Linked DNA regions of Rattus norvegicus: region 1 is linked to region 2. Evidence: chromatin contacts called from public HiChIP or PLAC-seq data. All regions are on one chromosome and are shown on one strand. The core of a region is the stretch at or near the end of the contact, and the rest is flanking DNA. Distances in the headings are between cores, read along the strand shown.

Region 1 (5,018 bases), core at 834-3,333, 270 kb before region 2:
AAAAAAAAAGAATTTACAGTAAAATTAGAAATTAGTGAACAATGACTGTGAGTTACCTTTTAAAACAATCTACTTCGTGTAAGTTTAAACGTTTAATAACAGACTTGTTCAATAACTGGCTCACAGAGATTTGACAGTTGCTTCTCCTATCCTTGCTTAAGCAGCTTCCTGCTTGGTTCTTACTTCCTGTTGCTCTAACACTCAATGCGCAGTGGACAGACACGTTCTATGCTGCGTTTCAAACTGCAGAAACAGGAAATGACGTGCTCTGTTTTTCAGATGGGTCCGTCAGCGAGCCAGACATGGCGGCCAACTTCTGTCCTGACCACAAAGCACCCATGGTGCTGTTCTTGGACCGTGTTTATGGCATTAAAGATCAAACTTTTCTGCTCCACTTGCTGGAAGTTGGGTTTTTACCCGATTTACGAGCTTCTGCATCTCTAGATACAGTAAGTAGCTAAAATAAAGAGGGTGGAAGGGAATTCCCTCATGGTTAAATTAGTTTCATTGGACATAGGAACAAATATTTTCTACCTCCTGATGATCATAATTTAATATCCTGCTTGAGAATGAGAAAAACAGAGATACTCAAAACTGGAAGATTGTCATGTATTGGCCTAAAAATGTATATGCAGGTAAATCTGGCCTTAATTTTCTGTCCAATCCCTTCAATTGAAGTTTCTCACAATCCAGCCTCCACAGTATCTCAAACCCTGGGGCAATATTTCTTAAGGAAATGGAACAGGTAACCACTATGATATTCATCATAGAATGTTTTCATAGCATCCGTGTTACCCATCAGGCACTAATAGCAATTTTCTGTTATCTAAATCCTGTTTAAACCAGTTATGAGTGTCACCAAAGGTCCCCCAAAAGAATATATATATATGTATATATATATATGTACACACATATATATACACATATGTATATGAATATGGTTCTGTTGCTTATGCAAAAGGTTGGATGGAGGCATTTCAAGCCAGAAATATTCTTCATTCTCACTTATTTTTTCTCATGCACTGACCACCAGGAAGGATAGTCTATAGCCAGAGGTATGGCAGAGGTCAGTACAAGAGGCCAAAGGCAACCACACAGTTGGAAATCAAAGCTGGGATAAAGAAATCCAGCATCCACAGGCATCAAGACAAGAAGTGTCTGACCATAAGATAAGAAATGCCAACTGTCATATCTGTGTCTTGCTGGAAGTGAGAAGTGAGGACACAAGGATCAGCTTAATTCCAAAAAAAAAAACTTATATGCTTATTTGCACTTCGTCTTCTCATGGGTGCCATCTGGTGTCCAGTAGTGAGAATTGCAAGCTTTGGGGTGAGGAGTCAGCTGGCAGAACCCAGATTCCTTAATTCATGGAGACAGGGCATAAAAATGAGGAACAGTCTATCAATGAAGGCGTCAGAGCCATAGGATATTTTTAGATCTTCACCGTGCCCCACCTACCATTACTTTTGCTTGGAGATTTTCTATAAATCTCTAGGTTTTAAAAAACTTTTAAAATTTGTGGACTTCCAAGTTTTCTGATTAAAGTATTTAAATTTTTTTTTGTAATTCAAACAGCAAATTCTATTCCAGCATCTGCTGTTAGATCATATGCTTGCCAGATCATCATCTTACCCCCCCCAAAAAAAAGAGGTTTTTCTGTTCAGTGCCTCATCTGAGAACCGTCAAGCCACAGGAATCGGAGCCTCCCTCATTTTAACTACACTGTCTCCGAAAGTGATAAACGGAAATGGAGCTGTTTTTTCCAGTGTGGTTACCAATGCCTCCAGAAGACAAATTTCTGATAATTAATACCAATACCCAGAAATGTGGAGGGTTCAAAGAGAACAGTTTTTGAAATCATAAGTTGCAGGGAATGTCCGTTCAGAGATAATAGCTGTGATAATTGCAGGAAATAATGACATTATTTTCTCTGTGGGTCTCCAGACTTCTGTTGAGTCCTTGGGTTTTCAACAGTGACGTGAGTCACGCTTTGGCTATATTTAGTGCCACTGAATGGCTCTTCCTTTAATTCAGCTTGTCCGTCTACGTTTACAAAGAGGAACATTGTTAGCAAAGACTCTACCAGGGCTTTAGAAAAGACCCAGATTTCTGTTCCTTTTTTGTGCTCCTCATGGACTGTCGGGTTCCCTTTAGTGAGGTCAACGCTCAGATCATTTATCCGGTTGTGAGCTGCTCATGGTACTGACAAAGTGACTAGTGGGCGTCAGAGATCTACTCTCTCTTTGTAAAGCTGGTGAATTTGAGGGACGTGGCAGTCTATAACCATTTATTAACCTTAAATAAAAGAAGATATGTGAGACTCCTATAAGGTAACAAATACAAGATAAATCCGGAGTGATTGTGCAATAGCTCAGAACCTGGAAATTCAAATACCAAGGATGCTGGGTTAAACGACCCATCAATTGATTGTAGTGAAAGTTTAGTAATCTTCTTTGCGACCATTCACTAAGCAGCCATCTTTATATGCTTGCTTTGTTCTGGGGGTGGGGACTAATCTCTTTTTATTTTCATTTAAATGAGAAACAGTAATGAGTAGGTATACGGGGGAGGGTCCAGGTGAGGAAAGAGTGAAACTCAGTTTAGCCCAATTTAGGTAACCCCGGGCTGGGCCAAGACGTCAAGATGTCTGACCTCAGCTTGTTTATTTGTGTGATATTTAAACATATCACAATTTTGGGGGGGGGAATCATATAGCAATTACTCAGCCCCATGAGTACAGTGACGTTTAAGACATGTTTGCATTGAAGCTCTTTCCAAAGTACATATGGCTTCATCTGTTAGGTGGGTCCTTTTTGCTTTAGAAGCAAATGCTCACGATAAGGGTGGGGAGAGTGACTGAGGTAAATATTGTGCCTGCCAAAGTCAGGATTTGGCCTGGCCCTAAGATAACACAGAAGTCACTTAGGATGTGGTAAAGTACGAATGACAGCTCTCACAAGGATGAGTTTTAAGGCCTACAAGCCATGCTCAAGATTTAAAGGGAAAGGGTCTGGGATAAGTAAAACAAATTCTGGGGGGCGTGGGCTGGGTGTGTCTCATCATATCAAAAAGGACCACCAGGTTGTAAACTACATCCATTCCCAGCATTCAGAAGGAGGACAGGTTAAATATCTCCTTCCAGGATGATAGGATGCCTGTGTGTTTTTCTCCCCTGGCTCTGCCAGTACGTACCTGCAAGCACATTGGCTTTTGCCTCTCCTGGTAGGCTGTGACTAGAGCAATGTGTAAGTTTCCCTGACCTTGCATGGAGCTCCATGTGCAGGCTCAATGGGCTGCTTTCTCAGAGGTTAACCGATGCCCCCGTTCCCTTTCTCAGGTGTCCCTCAGCACCACAGAGGCCGCGCTGGCACTGAATAGGTATTTATGTTCGGCTGTGCTCCCGCTCCTTACTAGATGCGCCCCTCTCTTTTCTGGGACAGAGCACTGTACTTCTCTGATCGACTCTACACTGCAGACAATATACAGACTTTCCAAAGGACGGTCCCTCACCAAGGCACAGAGGGACACCATAGAAGAATGTTTGCTAGCCATTTGCAAGTAAGTGTGCCCTCCTGTGGTTTTTACTTGTGCATAAGTATCCTTGCCGAATGCATTTATGTTGTCACGGTTAGGCAGTATGTAATTCTATCATAGAATAATGCATCATGAAACCGGTTGTAAAGTCTGAGGCCACTACTCAGCCTTTGTCACATACCCAGACGACCATTTCTCTTTGAATGTGCTTGGTCACATGATCTGCTGTGTAATTACCTCTCATTACGAGGAAGGGAAGAGTACTTTTCAGGATTTACCCATTCCTGGTGAAAAACTAGGAAAACTGATGTCTTTTGTGCCTGAATTATTTCTATGATGGACTAATTATCTAGTTCTGCAATGAAACCCAGAGAGATTTCTCCACTATCTAAAAGAGATAACTTTTACACAGAAACAAGACTCTACATGTAAATCAAAACAGTCCACCTCCAGGTTTCCCAAGACTTAAGCAAAAGGATCTGGTCACAGTGGGGAAAAAAGACAATAATAGCTTTTGCCAGTGTACACAGATATCAAAAGCAGCAAAGAACCTTGGGAATCTGTATCAAGTCTGCAAGGACAAAGGATGTAGTGCTTTTGAGTAACTAGCATCACACCCTGGCCTGGGATCCCAACCTCCTGCTTTAAGCCATTAGTTTCCCTGCTAGGCTATGAGTTAGGATCACTTTCCGCGACCCTAGAAAAATATCCCAGTTCCATATCCCAGCCCCAGGATTCAAAATCCTGAGGGATGGAATCCGGTGTTAGCGTTGAGCTCCTTGAATAATTGGTCCTATTAATGATATGCAGCTGTGCTTGAGAATTACTAGTGAAATGGTCAACAGGCTCCCATTTTAGGGGCCAGAGGGACATCACTCCTAGTTCTTGTTAATGACATATGTCCCAGATGCATGCATTAGAAAGCTCATGATAGCTAGAAGAAATTGTTCTTCATTCAAACATCAAGGAAAAGGCAATCTCAAATAGGTGATATTGTGACTTACCTATTAGACTCTTTGTAATGAGAATGATACAAATGCTGGCTGATGTGGGGCAGCCAAGACTCTCACCGCTGATGGGAATACAAAATAGTGTATCTACTTTGTCAGACAACGTGGCAGTTTCTCCCAAAACTGTAATTTCAACAATCATATTCCTTGTGTTTACTCAAATTATTTGATAGCTTATAGCACATAAAAACTTATATACTTATATCATTGTATACATTATATAAAGCATAAATACATTCTATTATAGAAAAACCTGATTTTTATATCATGTTAGTCATCATTAACAAAGCTTAAAACAACCAAGATAGCCTTCAGAAATTCAGTGGATTAAAAAACAAAAAAACTATGGTAAGTCCAGGAAACGAAATATTACTCAGTACTAAAAAGTACTATTAAGCCACAATAAGAAATGGAGAATGTGTATTTCTAAGCCAGAGAAAGTCGTTTCAAAAGGCTTCTGTTATAAGATTCTAG
Region 2 (4,888 bases), core at 2,189-4,688:
GTGTGAGTGTGTGTGTCTGTGTCTGTGTGTATGCATGTGTGGTATGTATCTGTTTATGTAAGTGTATTTGCCTGGTGTATGCCTGCAGAAGGTACTGGGGATCTTTCTCCATTGCTCTCAGTCTTATTGACTCCAGATACTGTCTCATTGAACCTGGAGCTCTGCTAGGCTGGCGACCAGCAAGTTCCAGCATTCCTCCTGTCGGTGCCCCATCTACACAGTGCTGGGATCACAGGTGCACGCTGTAGTGCCCAGCTTTTCACACGGGTGTTGGGAATCTGAATTGGGTCCTCATGCTTGTGCAGCAAGGGGCCCTACCCCAGAGCCACCTCTTTCCAAATCATACCAGGAGCTCAGGGCAGTAACCAAAAGAGCAGGCTCTGGAGTCAACAGACCCATGTAGAACCCAGGTCCAGTGATCTGCAGATTACTTGTAATTTAACCATAACTGTGAGTGACTTAGCTGTGCCTTGCTTTGCAAATCCCACATGAAAGTGTTCAATAAATGTTAATTACTATTAACTGATAGAAAAAGAAAAAAAAAATTCAAGGACTGTTAACAGGCCTTAACTGCCTCCCTGTTAAGCACTCATCAAACAGTAAGCAGTAGAAAAAAGTCTAACACTTTGTCTTTCACATCGTCATTCAATATCTCCTCTCCTTCTGTAGGCTGTTCTCGTATCCTGTTGTTCTATCCTGTGTTGTGCAGTAGCTTCTTCGACATGAACCCATTTGTCAAGGTTGTGTCTGTTGTTTGGGCTGTTTAGGTCAGATCCAAGGAAAGCTTTGCCCAAAGCAATGTTCTGAAGTGTTTTCCTAATACTTTTTCCTGATAGTTTCAGGTTTCATATTTATTCTGATTTATTTGAAGTTGATTTTGTAATAGTTTATTTCTTTGGGGTACAGACACGTGCCTGTACCCCTGGGGTTTTCCATTCTGTTCTACCAGCTCCACACTTGTTCGTCTTTGGTGGCAGGACTGAACACAGGGTGGCATGCATATTGGTAAATCACATTTCAACCACATGCTTTAAAAAAAAAAACCAGGATTGCATGGCTTAGCCCATTAGATGCTCTTTGTAGTGTTCTGACGAACTGTTCAACCAGCAAAAGATGATCCTGTAGAATATATACTACTCAAATACAAAAGGCAGCAAGGATCTGATTAAAACAGGTTGAATAACCTGAAGGGATGTGTCTCCCAAGAGGATACCTAAATGGCCAGTAAATATATGAGAAGGAATTTCAGTGTCACTACTCATCAAAATCACGAGAACAAGCTAGTCACCTGAAAGTATCTAGAAACTTCTAAATAAATGGAAAACAACAAACACAATAAGGACCACCTTTAATCCCAACACAGGAGGCAAAAGCAGGCAGATCTCTGAGTTCAAAGCCTGCCTGGTCTACAGAGTGAATTTCCAGGGTAGCCAAAGCTACATACTGAGATCCTGTCTAAAAAATAAAAAATAAATAAAAACCAGCCCACAACAAAACAACAACAAAAATGCAGTTAAAAAAAAAAACCAGCACTCCTGTAATGCAAGCACCTGGGAGATCACTGCAGGATGAGTTTTGAACTTGAGTTCCAGGCTGAACAGCGTAAGATTATGTCTCAGCAAACAAACGGTTAAATGAATAAAATAAACCCAGATGTGGTGAAGGAGACAGACGTGCCATCCCATACCTTAGAAGTGGAGGCGGGAAGATATTGAGTTAAGGCAAGTGTGGGTTACATAGTGAGACCCTATCTACAGGACAAGGAGAAAGAGGATGAAGAATTTGAAAAATAAAAAGGGCTAACAAAAATGCAGAGACAGGAACTGTCATGTGCTGTGGTGACATCAATTGGTAGAGCATTACAAAGAGCAGTATGGCTTTTCTTAAAAATGAAAACTATAACCACCAGTAAGGATTCCACAATCCTATTACTAGGTATATGTTCAAAGGAACTGGAGTCAAACATTTGCATTCTTGTGCTTCTTTACATGAATGTGTGTGTGCATGGGAGCATATGCCAAGAGTGCAAATACCTTTAGAGAGGACTCAGAGCGGTTTGCTGCTATTCTGGAAAACACAACTGCCTGAAATGTGGGCTCAAAGGATCTGATGCCTTCTGGCCTTTGCTGGCACTGCACTTATGTACACACACACACACACACACACACACACACACACACACACACACACAAACACACATGTGCCCGTGCATGGGCACAGAGAAACTAATATATTTCTAAAAAAAGATACTAAGCAAATTCTTGCATTTTGTGAAGTTAACCATTGCACTAAGGGTAATATCACACTGCGGTAAAAGTGACTGGCCTGATAATTTGCTTATCAAACTCAGTAAGCTCAGGGCTCATATCACCCATCTTTAAAAGGAATGATTTCAGGGCTTCTTAGATCCAGAGTAAGTTACTTTGGAGGAGTACACACATCTAGAAGTTGTTTCCATTTGCAGTCTAGTCGTCCAGAGGGAAAGCAAGATGTGCACTGTGTGGAATCCTGCAGCTGGACAATGGTCACTACAGAGCTGGAACTCTATTGACTGTCTGCTTCCAGAGCACGGCAGTCAATCCTGACACCACTGTGCCCAACCATAAGCACAGAGAGGCCTCGTGAAGTCAGTCAGTCTCTCCTCATCTAATCCTTAAGTACCCAGAATGGTATTCTCAGCGAGACTAATTGCAAATCTGAAGAGTGGGAAGAATCTTAGCGATCATTAATCCAAACCAAAATGAAGACATAATCTTCCCCTATGTCCCTCCAACCGGACGTGGGTGACAACAGACACCGTTACCTAGGCAATGTGGGATGGGTATAAAGGAAACAGAAGACAGAGGAACACTTCTAGGAGTAAATCTGTTTGGGTTAGCGCATTCAGATAGACATCGCTCGCCAGGAAGTTAACTTCAGTGACAGTGCGCCGGGCTGAAGCCTGGACACCAGGTGTCGCCGTTAGTCTCCATCAGGCTATGGGACTCCGGTACCAACAAAACCCAAGGCTGATCGCCTAGTCCTTGGGCCACAAGCAGCCAGGGGCTGCGCGTGCACCGTCCACGCGCGCCCCCCGGCTCCATCCCGCGCAGGCGCTGTGGTTTCACGCGCCCTGCACGCCGGCTAGCGGCCGCAGCAACCCGCACCCCTTACCCGCGTGCTGGCTCCACCGCCCCGGCCTCCAGGTTCCCGGCGGCCGCCTCGCGGGGCGCCACCTCCTCGGCCTCGGCGGAAGCCCCGGCCTCGGCCCCGCCGGCCGCCTCCGTCCCCGCAGCCTCCTCTCGCCAGCGCCGTCGCGGCCCCGGCCGGCCCTCGGTCCCCTCCGGGCCGCTCCCGGCCTCCCCGCCGCCCGCGGCCGCCTCGAGCCCCTCTCTCAGCCTGCATGAGGCCGCCGGCGAGCAGAGCACGCGAGCCGCGGCGGAGAGCGCAGGCCCCACCGGAAGCGGCCGAGCGCCAGCCGCGGTGATCAGGGCGCGGGGCCCGGCCGGGGCGGGGACCACATAAGTGATCTGTAATAAAAGGATACCTTAAAATCACTTTGTGTGATAGTTCTTAATTCATACGAGTGTTTAAATGACGCAAAACCCAAGATGTCCAATGAGTTTAGTTAACATCTTAACTTGAAAAAGATAAGCCATTTTAAAGTCAGGATTTAGGAAGGAGGTGTGGGTTGAAGATGAGTCCCACATCACAGTTGTGGACAGTGGCTCAAGTGGATGGAGGGTCCAGTAGGAAAGGGAAAAGATGCTTGAAAATCTTGAAGAGAACTTGTAAATGTAGTTGCTGTAACGTACATTTACTGAGCCCTTGGTTCTCATAGGTACTCTTGTTACCCTTATTTTGCTAGAGAGCTTAACTTTGGCTAGACGGTGTCCAAAGACAAGGGTAGCAGGAAAGATGTTGGTCAAGTCCAGGAAGAGCTGGTCACTGCTGTCCAGGGGACATCTAAGGGTAGGAGTGTGTAGGTCCAGTCTGGGAGGTGTAGAGCACCGATGGGTAACTGCTTTGTAGCTTTCCCGGATGCAGATTCTGAGAGGACACCTGGATGTTATGGGCAAAAGATAAAGTTAAGGAGTTTGGGAGAAAAACTTTTTCTTAGGTGTACATTTGAGACTCTTAGGCCCAAGGTCTTGGGAGTCAAAGGAAGGGTCCCAGGAGCAAGGATAGGGAAATGGATCTCCGCCCCCTCAGGAAAAGGCAGGGAGGGAGGAAAACACGCTGTTTATTGACAATTCTTGTCTTGAGTCTATTTGACTGGGGGAGGCAGATTCAAGTGGATTCCCTGAAGCTCGCACAAAAGAAAACACAAATATTAAATAACTTTTATGGCTTTATAGCTAGTCATTAACAGAATGATTCAAACCTAGGGTCGCCCGGCTTCAAAGTCTCCATGGCTCTTGAGAAAATCTGTAAAAGAGATTTAAGTTTTAGTCAGAGACATAAAAGTTCAGGCCATAGTTGTCAAAGTGTAAAACAGAAATGAGAGCCAAGAAGGCAGCTAGGAAATGGGAAATTTAGGATTTTACATTCAAATGTAAATGAGGAAGTTAGGCTCTGAAGGCAGTGGAGATGTCCGTATGTATTGCTTGAGTGGGCAGATCACGAATGTCATCAATAAGGAGAGAGTTAAGGGTTCAGGAGAACGCATCAGGACAGGTGGCCTGAATCACAATATTTGGACACACACATATATATAAAGCTTTAATCCTAGTCACCCTCACTCCCCTGTCCTGTCTCGTAGCAATAAGTAACATTTTTTTTAATTTATTTATTTATTATGTATGAGAGCATTGTAGCTTGTCTTCAGACACACCAGAAGAGGGCATCAGATCTCATTACAGATGATTGTGAGCCACCATGTAGTTGCTGGGAATTGAACTCAGAACCT

What was found. HiChIP or PLAC-seq counts read pairs in DNA pulled down with a chosen protein or histone mark.
Region 1: a contact with region 2 is called in an H3K27ac HiChIP or PLAC-seq map of oligodendrocytes, with 9 times the contacts expected there. The contact joins the enhancer-like site here to the promoter of Aven in region 2. A contact is called at or near these places in 6 of 12 Hi-C or Micro-C datasets (the A7r5 cell line, Schwann cells, frontal cortex and 3 more) and 1 of 1 datasets of contacts at active chromatin or transcription factors (oligodendrocytes).

The regions. Positions count from the first base shown.
Region 1 is chr3:120,017,121-120,022,138 of GRCr8, reverse strand. It overlaps Ryr3 (ryanodine receptor 3), which reads left to right. Exons shown (of 104, transcript XM_063284955.1): 48 at 280-449; 49 at 3,338-3,558. Among named protein-coding and RNA genes, the nearest start is that of Chrm5, 230 kb to the right of the region's middle. Within about 2 kb of position 2,083, at least 4 of the 93 cell types and tissues checked have an H3K27ac peak or open chromatin away from gene starts, as enhancers often do.
Region 2 is chr3:119,751,960-119,756,847 of GRCr8, reverse strand. Aven (apoptosis and caspase activation inhibitor) reads right to left here and starts at 3,438. Exons shown (of 6, transcript NM_001399518.1): 1 at 3,154-3,438. The coding sequence starts at 3,384. All of the region lies in intron 1 of Chrm5 (cholinergic receptor, muscarinic 5), which reads left to right.